Regions from separate parts of the Mus musculus genome. Here region 2 is linked to region 1. Evidence: chromatin contacts called from public promoter capture Hi-C data. All regions are on one chromosome and are shown on one strand. Each heading gives the region's core, a stretch centred on a gene start, on an enhancer-like site or on the middle of the called end of the contact. The rest is flanking DNA. Distances are from core to core; before and after follow the strand shown.

Region 1 (5,104 bases), core at 699-3,198:
CTCAGAGGCACAAGTGGTTTTGTGTTTCCCTCCAAGCCACAGATCAACCTTGGGGTTTTCTGGGAGGCTGCAGAGGGCAGTGGGCGGGGCTGGGGCTGGGGCTGGGGCTGGGGCTGGGGGTGGCGACCAGTAGATAAGTAGGAGGTGTCCTGATGTTGGTGTATTTTCTTTGTTCATGTAAAGTTTTTCTGGTTTTTGTTTTGTTTTTTGTTTTGAGTGCTCAAACTATTAGTAACTTAGTTATGACAGAATTTTTTTTTGAGATAGCCCCTCTTTCTGTAGCTGTGGATATCCTGGAACTCACTATATACACCAGGATGGTTTCTAACTAACAGAGATCCACCTGCATCTACCTCCCAAGTTCTGAGATTAAAAGCATGCACTACCACATCAGGCTCAGACTCTTTTTATTTACTGCATTTATATTGTCTTATATAGAAAGGTACAGATTAGCACCCAAGGATCTCACAGCCTGTCTTATGCCTCTGGAATGCATCAGACTGGATTGGTCCAGCCTTAGGAAACCCAGTGGTTGGGTACTCGGGTAGAACACACAGTCAGATCTGCAAGCAGCTGTGTCTCAGGCATATATGCCCCAGCTCCTGCCTGGGCTCCATGCCCTACCTGCCCATGTGAGCCTGTTGCCAGGCTCTGCAGTGGCTTGGGGGATGGGTGGGGGTGGGGCAGTCTCTGAACCTTTGCAACTGCTCCAGCTGGGTGCTGCCAGCTCTGGTGGCCTAGCCACATAGTCCCTGACTCAGTGGGATGCCAGGATGTCCTTTGGTGCTCCTGAAAGCTTCAGTACCCCTGCGTGTGACTTGGGTCACAGCTGGGCATTAATTGGTCTCAGTAAAAGCACTTTGAATAGGCTCGGATGAAAGGGGCTCTCAGAGTTCAAAGCTCTGCAGGGTTTTGGGGGTGAGGAAAGGTGGCAGCTGTTTAGGTGATGGAAGAAAGAAGACGCTGAAGTCTCAGACAAGAAGTCTGGGTACACAGGCTTGGAGGCTTAGGGACAGAGAGTTCCTCACTTTCTGTTCTTTCGACCACACCCCTCCTGCTACATTCTTGTGAAGCCTGGAAGCTCCCGTGGTCAAGGCAACTATTTAGTCAAGACCTCAGGTCCCTTCCTATCGAAAAGTGACCCACATCTCTCTCCGTGCACTGAGATGCATCCCAGGAAATCACAATTTATCTATCCTTAAAGAGTGCAACCCCTTTCCTCTGCTTTAACGCTCACAGCTCTTGCCCTTGTCCTCACGGCTCTTGAGGCTCAAACTCCTGCATTCGTGCCAATATCCTTCTTCAAAAGGGTGGCCACTGTCTCAGTGGCTTTGATGACTTTGGTGCTGGGACAGTGCTGCAGCTGAAGCTGTGACTTTCTCAGCCTCCCAGGAAGAGGAGGAGGTGAAGAAGGGAGGTCGGCTAGGGAGGGAGGGCCTGGGAGAAACTCCTCAGAGTCCGTGAATTTTTCCCCCTACACGGCTACCGGAGAATGTCTGTGTCTGGGCTAATGGGAATGAGCACTACCAAATCACGAGAACGTATGGCTGGAGGAGACCTTGGAGAACTGCCGGCGTTCCAGTCTTCTTTGTAAGCCTTAGGCAAATGGTTGCAGAACCTGGCTTGCTTTCCCTGAGAGACAAGGCGCCCACTACCTACCTGCTCAGAAAGCCCAGTCCACCAGTGTCTTCGTGTGTGTGACATGCACAGCCCTAGTCTTGGGGCCGCGCTAAACAGGTGCACAATCTATAAGACGGAAGGAAGCTCTCTGTATCCATCCACTCTGCATGGTGAGCCTTACGTGGGACAGTGCCGGTGTTCTGGAAACTGGGCTTTGCAGAGGCTTCCGGGGGAAGTATCGGAAGGAGGAACCTGGAGGAGGAGGGGAGGCGTCCTCTTTACTCTTGGGCAGGGCTTATGGCTCCCCTGAGAGTTAACACTTCCCTCTCCAGCCAGGCCTGGCTGAGCTGAGACAAGCCCCACCTTCTCTCATCCAGTCCTTTATTCAGGTATCCAGGCAACAGGAAACAAACAGGGAGGGCAGAGGGAGGGCCTGTCTGTTCAGGCTTAGTGGGAAAGGCTCTGAACCCCACACCTAAGCTTTCTTCCAAAGCCTCTCTGGGCAGTTGTTTAGAGCAGGCCAGGCCTGGGACCACCCTGGGGGTTGAGGGGACCACAGCTTCTCTTTGAAGATACGTGATGGGAAAGTCCAAATATTGAAGCAAAAGCAAATTTTATTCCTACAAGTCCAAAAGCCAAGGTCCCACTGGACAGATAGAGATTAATACATCACAAAATCTGTCTCCACACATGGGGGCGCATGGTTCAGGCCAATCAATCTGAGTTGCAGAATCAGTCCCGAGGACCTGGCTATGATCCCAGTGAAGTTCTCGTAGGTTTCGAGTCGAAGGTTCCAAGAGGTTTAGTGCTCAAGGATTTTATCTACTCTGTTCAAAAATAATCACCAGCTGTCACTCCTGGTTTCATTTTTTCTGAATTGTGTCTGGCAGGACCCTGGCTTACTTCCCAAGCACCGAGACACAGCTCTGGCCACCTCAGGGGTTCTCTCTCTCTCTCTCTCTCTCTCTCTCTCTCTCTCTCTCTCTCTCTCTCTCTCGGCTCATCATGATCAGTAACCTTTTCAGTCTCTCTTTAAACATCATCTCCACCAAGCAGGACCTTGTGATTATTATCAGCACACCTCATCACATCGTGGGCTAAGTGTCCCTTCCCTTGGCTCTGTCTCCCATCCACGGGGATGCTATAGGAGAGGAGCCGAGACTCTTCGCTCTTTCCCCACATTCCAGCATGAAGTCCAGATGAAGGTCCGTGAGATGGAGATGCAGCTGAGCTTCGTGCTGTGAAGATACCTTTAGCGTGAAGGCTTCTCGGTTCTCCCTCAGCTCTGTCATTAGGATTCCACACACTCTTTACAAGGGATTCCCTCTCACCTCTGCTTGCCCTCCTGGCACTTCAGTCAATGACATTCAGTCAACCTTCTCACGTCCCTGGAGACCAGGTCGATCTTTTAGAAGTCAAGACTGTGTGAGCCAGGTCAGTTCTGGGATACTGTGTGATGGGACAGATCTCGGTACATCCAGGCTCCCTCTTGCAGTCCCCCTCTTTCTGAGGTGAGCCAGTGGAAATGCAGAGGCTCGGGAGGCTGGATGACGGGCCCAGAGAATATGTGGGTCACCTGTGTTTGAAGTTATTGCTTACGGCTCTGATTTGAGTTTCAATCTACAGCTGCGCTGCACATCTTCAAACTTAAGCACTAACAGATCTGCTCTTCTCCAACGTGACTCTGATCCTTCCTGTCAGAACTTAAGAGTGATCCTTCATCCACCAACACCATCTCTGAACCCCTGCCCTTGGCCTCACCTGGTAGTACTACATCTTATTACCTTCACTGAAACCTGCTGCAGAGTCAGCGGCTGTGGTGGTCCCTTGGTTTCCAGAATCCAGCTTCTTCGCCACCACCTTGCTTTGAGACCCACATCATACCATCTGTCTCCCTGTGGTAGTTCCTAACTCCTGCTCTGGAACCCCTCTGAAACTTGTTCAGGTGGTTAAACTCATCCCCGAGCGTTCTGGGGTGAGCTCTAGGTCTACATGGGGACACGGAAAAGGGAGTGGAGGGGCCGGCCATGAGGGAGGCTGGTCTAAAGGGGGTCAGGTTGTAGTCCCAGGTCAGCTGGGGGTCTTGAAGAACTAGGGGTTTGTGTGGATTGCTGATAGTTAGTTTTGGAGGATGGTTAGGCTGCCTGTCCTCCACAGGGATCTGGGGTTGGGCTAGAGCACATCTCTGAAGCTGGCTCTGATTGCTGGTCATGCCTCTTCCATCCCCCACAGTCTCTGCTCACTCTCTTCTAGGTCTTTGTCTTTAACTTTTTATTTCTGTCCTAGAATAGAAGCAAGAGCTATTGTCCTCTCCTAGCACGGAAGTCCAAGATTTTCTGATGTCAGCCTGGACCTTTATGGGATCTGAAAGGGAAGTGGGGGTGGGAGTGTGTGTGTGTGTGTGTGTGTGTGTGTGTGTGTGTGTGTGTGTGTGTGTGTTAGAAATGGGAAGTTTAGGGCAGAGTCAGATGGTGAAGGAAAGGCAAGGGAAGATTTAGAGCAGAATGCCTCTCAGGAGTGGGGCCCTCTTCTTTTGCTGAGGCAGAGGCTTAAAGAGCCACTGGGCTGCAGGCCAGTCTTAGAAGGTAGGAACACTAGGCTGGATCTATGACTGGTACCCTCTCCCCTCCTCCCCACCCCCATGGCATAGGGCAGGGAGACTGACAGCTTCTTTTATAGGCTCCAAATTGCAAGCAGGTGACAATTAGCCTTCAGTAGGTCATGGGGGATCAACGATAATGCTGTCTCCTTTTCCAGCTTTGAGAAACCCTCTGTGAACCCCTCAAAAGTGTTTTTTTCTCTAATTAATAGGTCCTGATTCTTCCCTAGACCCCCAACCTCAACCTCTCTGGGGCTCCACAATCGGATCCCTCCCCCCAGCAAATCTCTCTGAGGGGCCTCATCTTCTGGTTCCGTCTGGCGACAGAATCCCCTGGTTACTCATAGCTTCTGGCATCTGGGAGCTTCCTCAGGCTGTGAGCAGGCGGTGGAGCAGGACTTCAGAAGTTACATTTGTTATGGGATTAAGTTGCTTCACCCCCTCTCATATGGGCTCGTGCACTTTTGAATCCCTCCCTCAGACCCTGGGTACCTCACTATGCTCCAGTCCCGTGCTTCCAGCATTGAGCCAAACCTGGATTTGGCAGGGGTGTGTGTGTGTGTGTGTGTGTGTGTGTGTGTGTGTGTGTGTGTGTGTGTGTGGCAGGGGTTGTTATCTTTCTATATCTTAAAATCTCTCCCTTTTGGTTACCTTGAAGCTGCTTGATCATGTATTTTTACTTCCTATCTTAACCCCAACCACCCTCTCCTGACTTAAATCCCATACTCAGTTCAAATTCATTTGTAACAAATCTTAAATCAACTTCAACCGGGCCTTTGAGTTACCTCAACCTGTACGCACATGCAGATCTGTGAATGACACTGAAAACAGATTTCTTTCCATAGCACAAAGTCCTGCCTTAACACGGAGCTGTGGTCGGTGCCT
Region 2 (5,606 bases), core at 2,750-5,249, 82 kb after region 1:
TTGCTTAAGACCTAGCTGGAGAACAAGCCTGGGAAGAGTTGGGAACCTGGGAATAACTTGACTTCCAGACATTGGTTGAAAAGGTGGCAATATGTGAATTGGTCCTTGTTCCCTTATTATGACATTATATATGCAAGATCCAAAATCTGTTCCTCTTCTTCCAGAGAAAATGAAACCCAAATGTTGGTCTGTTGCAGTCTATCAGTGGGGCAGGTTTTGTTCCCATTGGGAATATGTGGCCGTGTCTACAGATATCTATGGCTGTCATCACTAGAGGGGTGTGTGACTAGCATCTGATGCATACAGACCAGGGACACTGCTAAACATTCTACCGCCTAGAGTCCCCGTGACCCCCGATCATCCAGCCCCAGTTCAAAATATCAAGAGTGCTAAGAATGAGAAGCCCTGGTCTGATGCAAATGTCAGGATGCTTCTCAGATGGAGGAGGAGTGCTCCTGGCACCAGCGTCGGATGTAATGGGGATGGGCCATCGCTAATGAGTGCCCTTCTGTTGGTAGGCAAATACAGAAGGAAGTGTGATGGGAAGGCAAAAGGTCTGGGGGCCATAAATGAGCACACACAGAGCTTCAGGCTAACCTCTCAAGGTAGAGAGAAGGAGAAGGGCAGAGTTTTTCATTTGAAGTCAACTCTTACTTATTTAAAAGCGATTTCCTTAAGCACATAATTATATGTTTATTTCCCTAAGGAACTCTTGAGGCAGAGGAGACCTGCTTAAATTATGGGGAGGGAACAGCACACAGGGCTTTAATGGGGTTAGAAAAATTTTCTGTCTCCTTCAAAGGAGCCTTGGGAGGAAGGTAAGAGCAGATTCCGCTCTGGCAGTGCGGAGGACACGCGGAGGAACAGACAGCAGAAAGGGCGAGGATGGGTCACATAGCACAGTCGAGCAATACTGGCAAGGGGAGGGCACAGCCCCTCACCTCCTTCTGTGTGGGTAAATTCTGGCAGTGAAAGAAAAGAGTCAAGGAAACAGGCCTTTTCCTCTCTCTGGGTTATGCCCTCCTCAGGAAAACACAGACATACACACTCCCGCGGGAGATGGTCTGGTTTGAATCATGGGGCAGAAGTGGGAGGGGCAAGGTGGATGGTGTGTCCGTCCTTTGTCCTTTTCCCATCCTTGAAGCCTAAATGCCTGGGACCTTGGAGTTTCTTCTCTTTGGCCGATATATCCCCCTGGGTGGGTCAGAGAGGATCCAAGGAGACAGTTAAGGAATGGGCCCTCCAGATGAAACAGAAAAAGGATTTCAAATGAGGGCTCTTATATTTCTTGCTTAAAAAGCCTTTTGTGTAAGAGTGAGCTGGATAATGTTGAGTTAGGGGCACAGGGAAGATGGAATGAAGTACAGGGGAGGGGCTGGTGTAGGCCTAGCTCTGGTCTTTGATAGGAGAGATGGAGGCTGTAGGGGAACTCTTGACTGTCCTGCATCTGGGATAGTTGAGGTAGCCTTTAGTGTCCATCGAGTGTGAAGAGAATGTCATTACCCTTCTCCAGAAGGCAGGGCTCCTGAGAATAGGAATCATGGCTTTTCTTTTTGCTGAGTTGGTTCCATCTCTAACAGCACCTGGTTCACACAGACACGCAGAGTCTCCCTTACTCAGTTCAGCCTATTATGGAAGATAGGGCATGGATTCAGACTGCCATTATGGAAGAGTCCACTGGGCTCATGAATGACACTTATCTCATCTCTCAGAAAGTCTAAAGTGTGGCGCTTGCGGCTGGGTGGAGTCCAACAGGGGAGACGTGAAGATAACACCTGAGAAACATGGCCAAGATTCATAGTCCCAGAGTTATTTATTTGATCACTTAATATCCACTCTAAAACCACCAAGACACAGTTTCAGCATTCGTTGGTCTGAGGCTGGGGACGACATAGGGGTTGGAGGTGACAGATGAGCTGAGTCACCTGAGGCTGGTAAGAGGTGGCCAGCCCTGGTGGGGGGAGGAAGGGGGAGGGAGAGAGGGAGATTAAGAGGGAGAGTGGGAGGGGGAGACCAAGAGAGAAACAGATAAGACAGAGAGAGACCTCATCTGTAGCACGATATGCAGGTCTTCTGTACCCTGAGAGAACAAAGGTGGCTCAGGTAGGACGGATGACCCTACATAAGGGGTGATGTCAAGGGGGCACTGCTGGTGTAGGAGTGCAGCGGCCTGAGGCTGCTTGGAGGCCATGTGGCCAGGGACATGGGTCTCCTTCACTGACCAGTTCTCCTCTATCACATGTCAGGGAACAGCACTTAGAATCCCATCATCCTCAGGATGACAAAGGTGTGTGCTGGAGTCCTGGCCTATCCTTCTGTTTCCCAGAACTGTGACCGGAGGCCTTTCTGAACTCTAGACACCTCATCCAAAGAACAGAAGTGGTTTTTTTTTTTTTTTTTTTGTTTTTTTTTTTTTTGTCTTTTCAACCACCCAGATGTATTGGGAGTGCTGTGTACATGCTATGCAGCGGTGATGAGTTCTTATCAGTTATTACCTCATTTTTGTGGGGTCTCGGCCATCCTGCCGGCCACGTTATGGCTTTGGGGAAGGACTACTTTTGTCCAATAGGAGTCAGAGGGACCTGAAGGATGCAGTACTTTAGTTCACTCCCCTTCCTCCCTGGCCGCAGGAGTTGGGGAGGGGGAAAGGCGGGCTGTTGAAGTCCTCATTTTGTTCGCTGGTAGAACTGGAAGACGGCCTTCTCCTGTTCATACGTCTCAATGGATCCTGGTCGCAGGCGCCGGATCTCAGCAATGGCATCTCCTGCGGCCAAAGCCCGCTCCTTCACCAAGTAGCAGGCTAGCATGGTGCCAGTGCGGCCAAAGCCTAGGGCACAGTGCACTCCAACAGCCTGTGAAGTGGAGACTGATGGAGTAGAGTCCAATGCCCTCCCCAATACTCCCCTGTCCTCACCCCACACATCACAGGCTCTCCAAGAAGTGACATCAAAGCTGTGGGAGGACAGGTGACTAGGAGGCCTCTGGAATGGCTGGTTCCAACTTGGGCTCTCAGCCTACATCGCCTGGCCTCTATCCTGTGCTGTCTTGTATAGTACATCCAGCCACTTGTGGTGCTATTTTTCCTGAAATGTGTCAGTCCAAACTGAGCTGAGGTGCAAAATACTTACCAGGCCCTGAAGATGCGGCATGAAAAAGACTGGACATGCCTCATTAATAATTTGTTTCATATTGATTCTATGTTGAAATAATATTTTTGACTTATTGGATTAGTACAAAATTAACTTCACCTGCTTCTTTTTCATCTTTTTCGTTTTTTGTTTTTGTTTTTTTTTTAAAACGTAGCTGCTAGTAAAATTTAAAATTACAAGTGTGTCTCTATGACATTTGGACCTCTAGTAAAAGGGCTTTGAACTGATTCCGTCTGACATAGGCGCTCCCTGGACTCCTGGAAGGATTTCACTTGACAGTACTCTCTCTCCAGCCTACTTGGCACCACCTCTCCTAGCAGCATAGTTGACTTTAGTCAGGGAGTGGGTCCATCTAGCTCCCACCCCACTTAGCCCTGTCACCCCCGCCCCCAACCCCAGGCTCTCCCACTCTTTTCGGACTCCAGCTCCGGCCCCGCCCACTCATTTCCTTCCAGGCCCCGCCCTCTCGCTCTGGCTCACGAGCGTGCTGACCTCTCCCCGGGCATTGGCCTCGTCCACGATCTTCACAAATTGGTCGATCTGTTCCGGGGACGGCGGGCAAAAGTCAGGGATGCGCATTCGGTGCAGCGTGAGGCCGGGACAGCTGTCACTGTGAGGGGGTCCGCGCTCCGTCAGGGACACCAGGTGCCGCACACCCTGGTCCAGCAGGAACTGGTAGTGCGCGGGCAGCCGGGGCAACGCCAGTCCGGCCAGCCGTCCCGGAAGCACCCAGGAGAAGTTGGGGGGTTGCACGCCCATCGTGGGGGGAGTTTACTCAGGGCGAGGCTGGCCTTTCCTACTCTGCCGGGAGATTGGGTCACCCCCCCTCTGGGGCTGGATTCCGTCCCCGCTCAGCACTTGCCCTAGCGGGCCACGTAGTCTCTTGGACCCTCCCCCGTGACGCTCCTCCCCACCCAGGGTTGGCTGAACAGCGGGGGCGGGGCTAAGACGGCTCCAAGGCAGGCAGAGAAACCCTACAGCCCAACGGACGCGAGCAGGGCACTCGTTGATAGGCTGGGTAATCAACAACAAGCGTGATTATTGCAGCGGGGAGTGAAGGCACTAAGGAAGCCTGGAACCAATTAATTGCTCCTGTAGAGAAAACAGCCCAGGGCTGGGCTCTGCTGCTCCCTGGTGGTGCGTTGGAGCTACTGCATCGTGGGCCAGCCGCCTAACGGCCTGGTCTCTTCATAGTTTTTATACAAGGGGTTTAAATAGTGATAGAAAAATCTACTTCTGCCTGGGCGCGGGTGTGAGTAGGTAATCTCTTCAATGACCAAGCAGTCATGGTTGCTGTCTTCTTGAGTTCTTGAAGTAAGAGGGAACTACTATGTCCCAGACAATAGAAAGTTTTATTTTTCTACTGCCGACAGTAGTTAAAGGATGGGGGGTGGGGAAATATGTGGCACTGGAAATGGTACTCAGGGTAATATAGTAACCACTATCAACAACATAAGGGTTAACAACATTTAAGCTTTTGCTTTGTGTTAGGTACTTGTGCAAATACTTTTTATATATGTTAATTAATCGCCATAAGGTAGGTGATCACAGTAACCCCATTTTAGAGATGAGAAAACTGAGGCACCGAGGAAGCTAAGGAAGATACCATTCTCCAGAATCTCTCTCTCTTTTAAAAAAATGTTTATCTTATGTATATGAGTGCCCTGTAGCTGTCTTTAGACACACCAGAAGAGGGCATCGGATCCCATTACAGCTGGTTGTGAGCCAACTTGTAGTTGCTCAAATTTGAACTCAGGACCTCCGGAAGAGCAGTCAGTACTCTTAACTGCTGAGCCATCTCTCCAGCTCCGAAATCTTGTTTTAAAAATTATTATTATTTTTATTTTATGTACATTGGTGTTTTGCTTGCATGTGTATCTGTGTGAAGGTGTCAGGACTCCCGGAGCTGGAGTTACAGACAGCTGTGAGCTGCCGTGTAGGTGCTGGGGATGGAACCTCTGGAAGAGCAGCCAGTGCTCTTAACTGCTGAGCCATTGTTCTGTCCCCCTCTCCAGAATCTTTTAATGGCACACTTTCCTACAGTCATCCAGGAAATGACAGTGTTACACAGCCATCTTCACATTCTTCCAAACATTTTGTGTTTAAAACCCTGGGTATTTTCTTAACCGGGGGCCTAGGGACATACTGACCTAAGCCCACAAGACCTGGGTATGAAGACATCCTACCCTCCCTTGGTTGCTGGTCATTAGGGTGAAAATCTGGGCCTTGGGAGCCATAACAAGCCAAGATGGGCTACTTGTCTCTTCAATGGGCCAATTAAATAAACCTGCTAGTGAAAGCGGGAGGTGGTTTATTCAGTGTGCTACATTAGTGAGAGAAACAAGGAGGTCCAGTCCCTACCACCCAAGTCTATCTTTAGGGTCCTGGTATGAGGATTAGGCTTAGGTAGAAGGTAAGAGTTATGTATAACTGAGTGTTCCTGGTCAAGGTGTGGTT

The links. Capture Hi-C pulls out chosen DNA fragments and counts their contacts.
Region 2: a promoter capture Hi-C map of pancreatic islet shows a contact between it and region 1. The contact joins the promoter of Dusp23 here to the promoter of 4933439K11Rik in region 1. A contact is called at or near these places in 14 of 39 promoter capture datasets (the 3T3-L1 cell line, the C10 cell line, the HPC-7 cell line and 9 more), 16 of 484 Hi-C or Micro-C datasets (CD8 T cells, Th2 cells, bone marrow-derived macrophages and 7 more), 8 of 115 datasets of contacts at active chromatin or transcription factors (bone marrow-derived macrophages, embryonic forebrain, embryonic limb bud and 4 more) and 4 of 9 other capture datasets (adipose tissue, liver, macrophages and 1 more).

Annotation. Positions count from the first base shown.
Region 1 is chr1:172,548,858-172,553,961 of GRCm38.p6, forward strand. 4933439K11Rik (RIKEN cDNA 4933439K11 gene) reads right to left here and starts at 1,949. Exons shown (of 3, transcript NR_040558.1): 1 at 1,660-1,949.
Region 2 is chr1:172,628,975-172,634,580 of GRCm38.p6, forward strand. It overlaps Dusp23 (dual specificity phosphatase 23), which reads right to left and starts at 4,000. Exons shown (of 2, transcript NM_026725.2): 1 at 3,642-4,000; 2 at 1,795-2,852. The coding sequence starts at 3,908. The coding sequence ends at 2,667. It overlaps Gm35601 (a long non-coding RNA gene), which reads left to right and starts at 4,006. Exons shown (of 5, transcript XR_001779542.2): 1 at 4,006-4,167.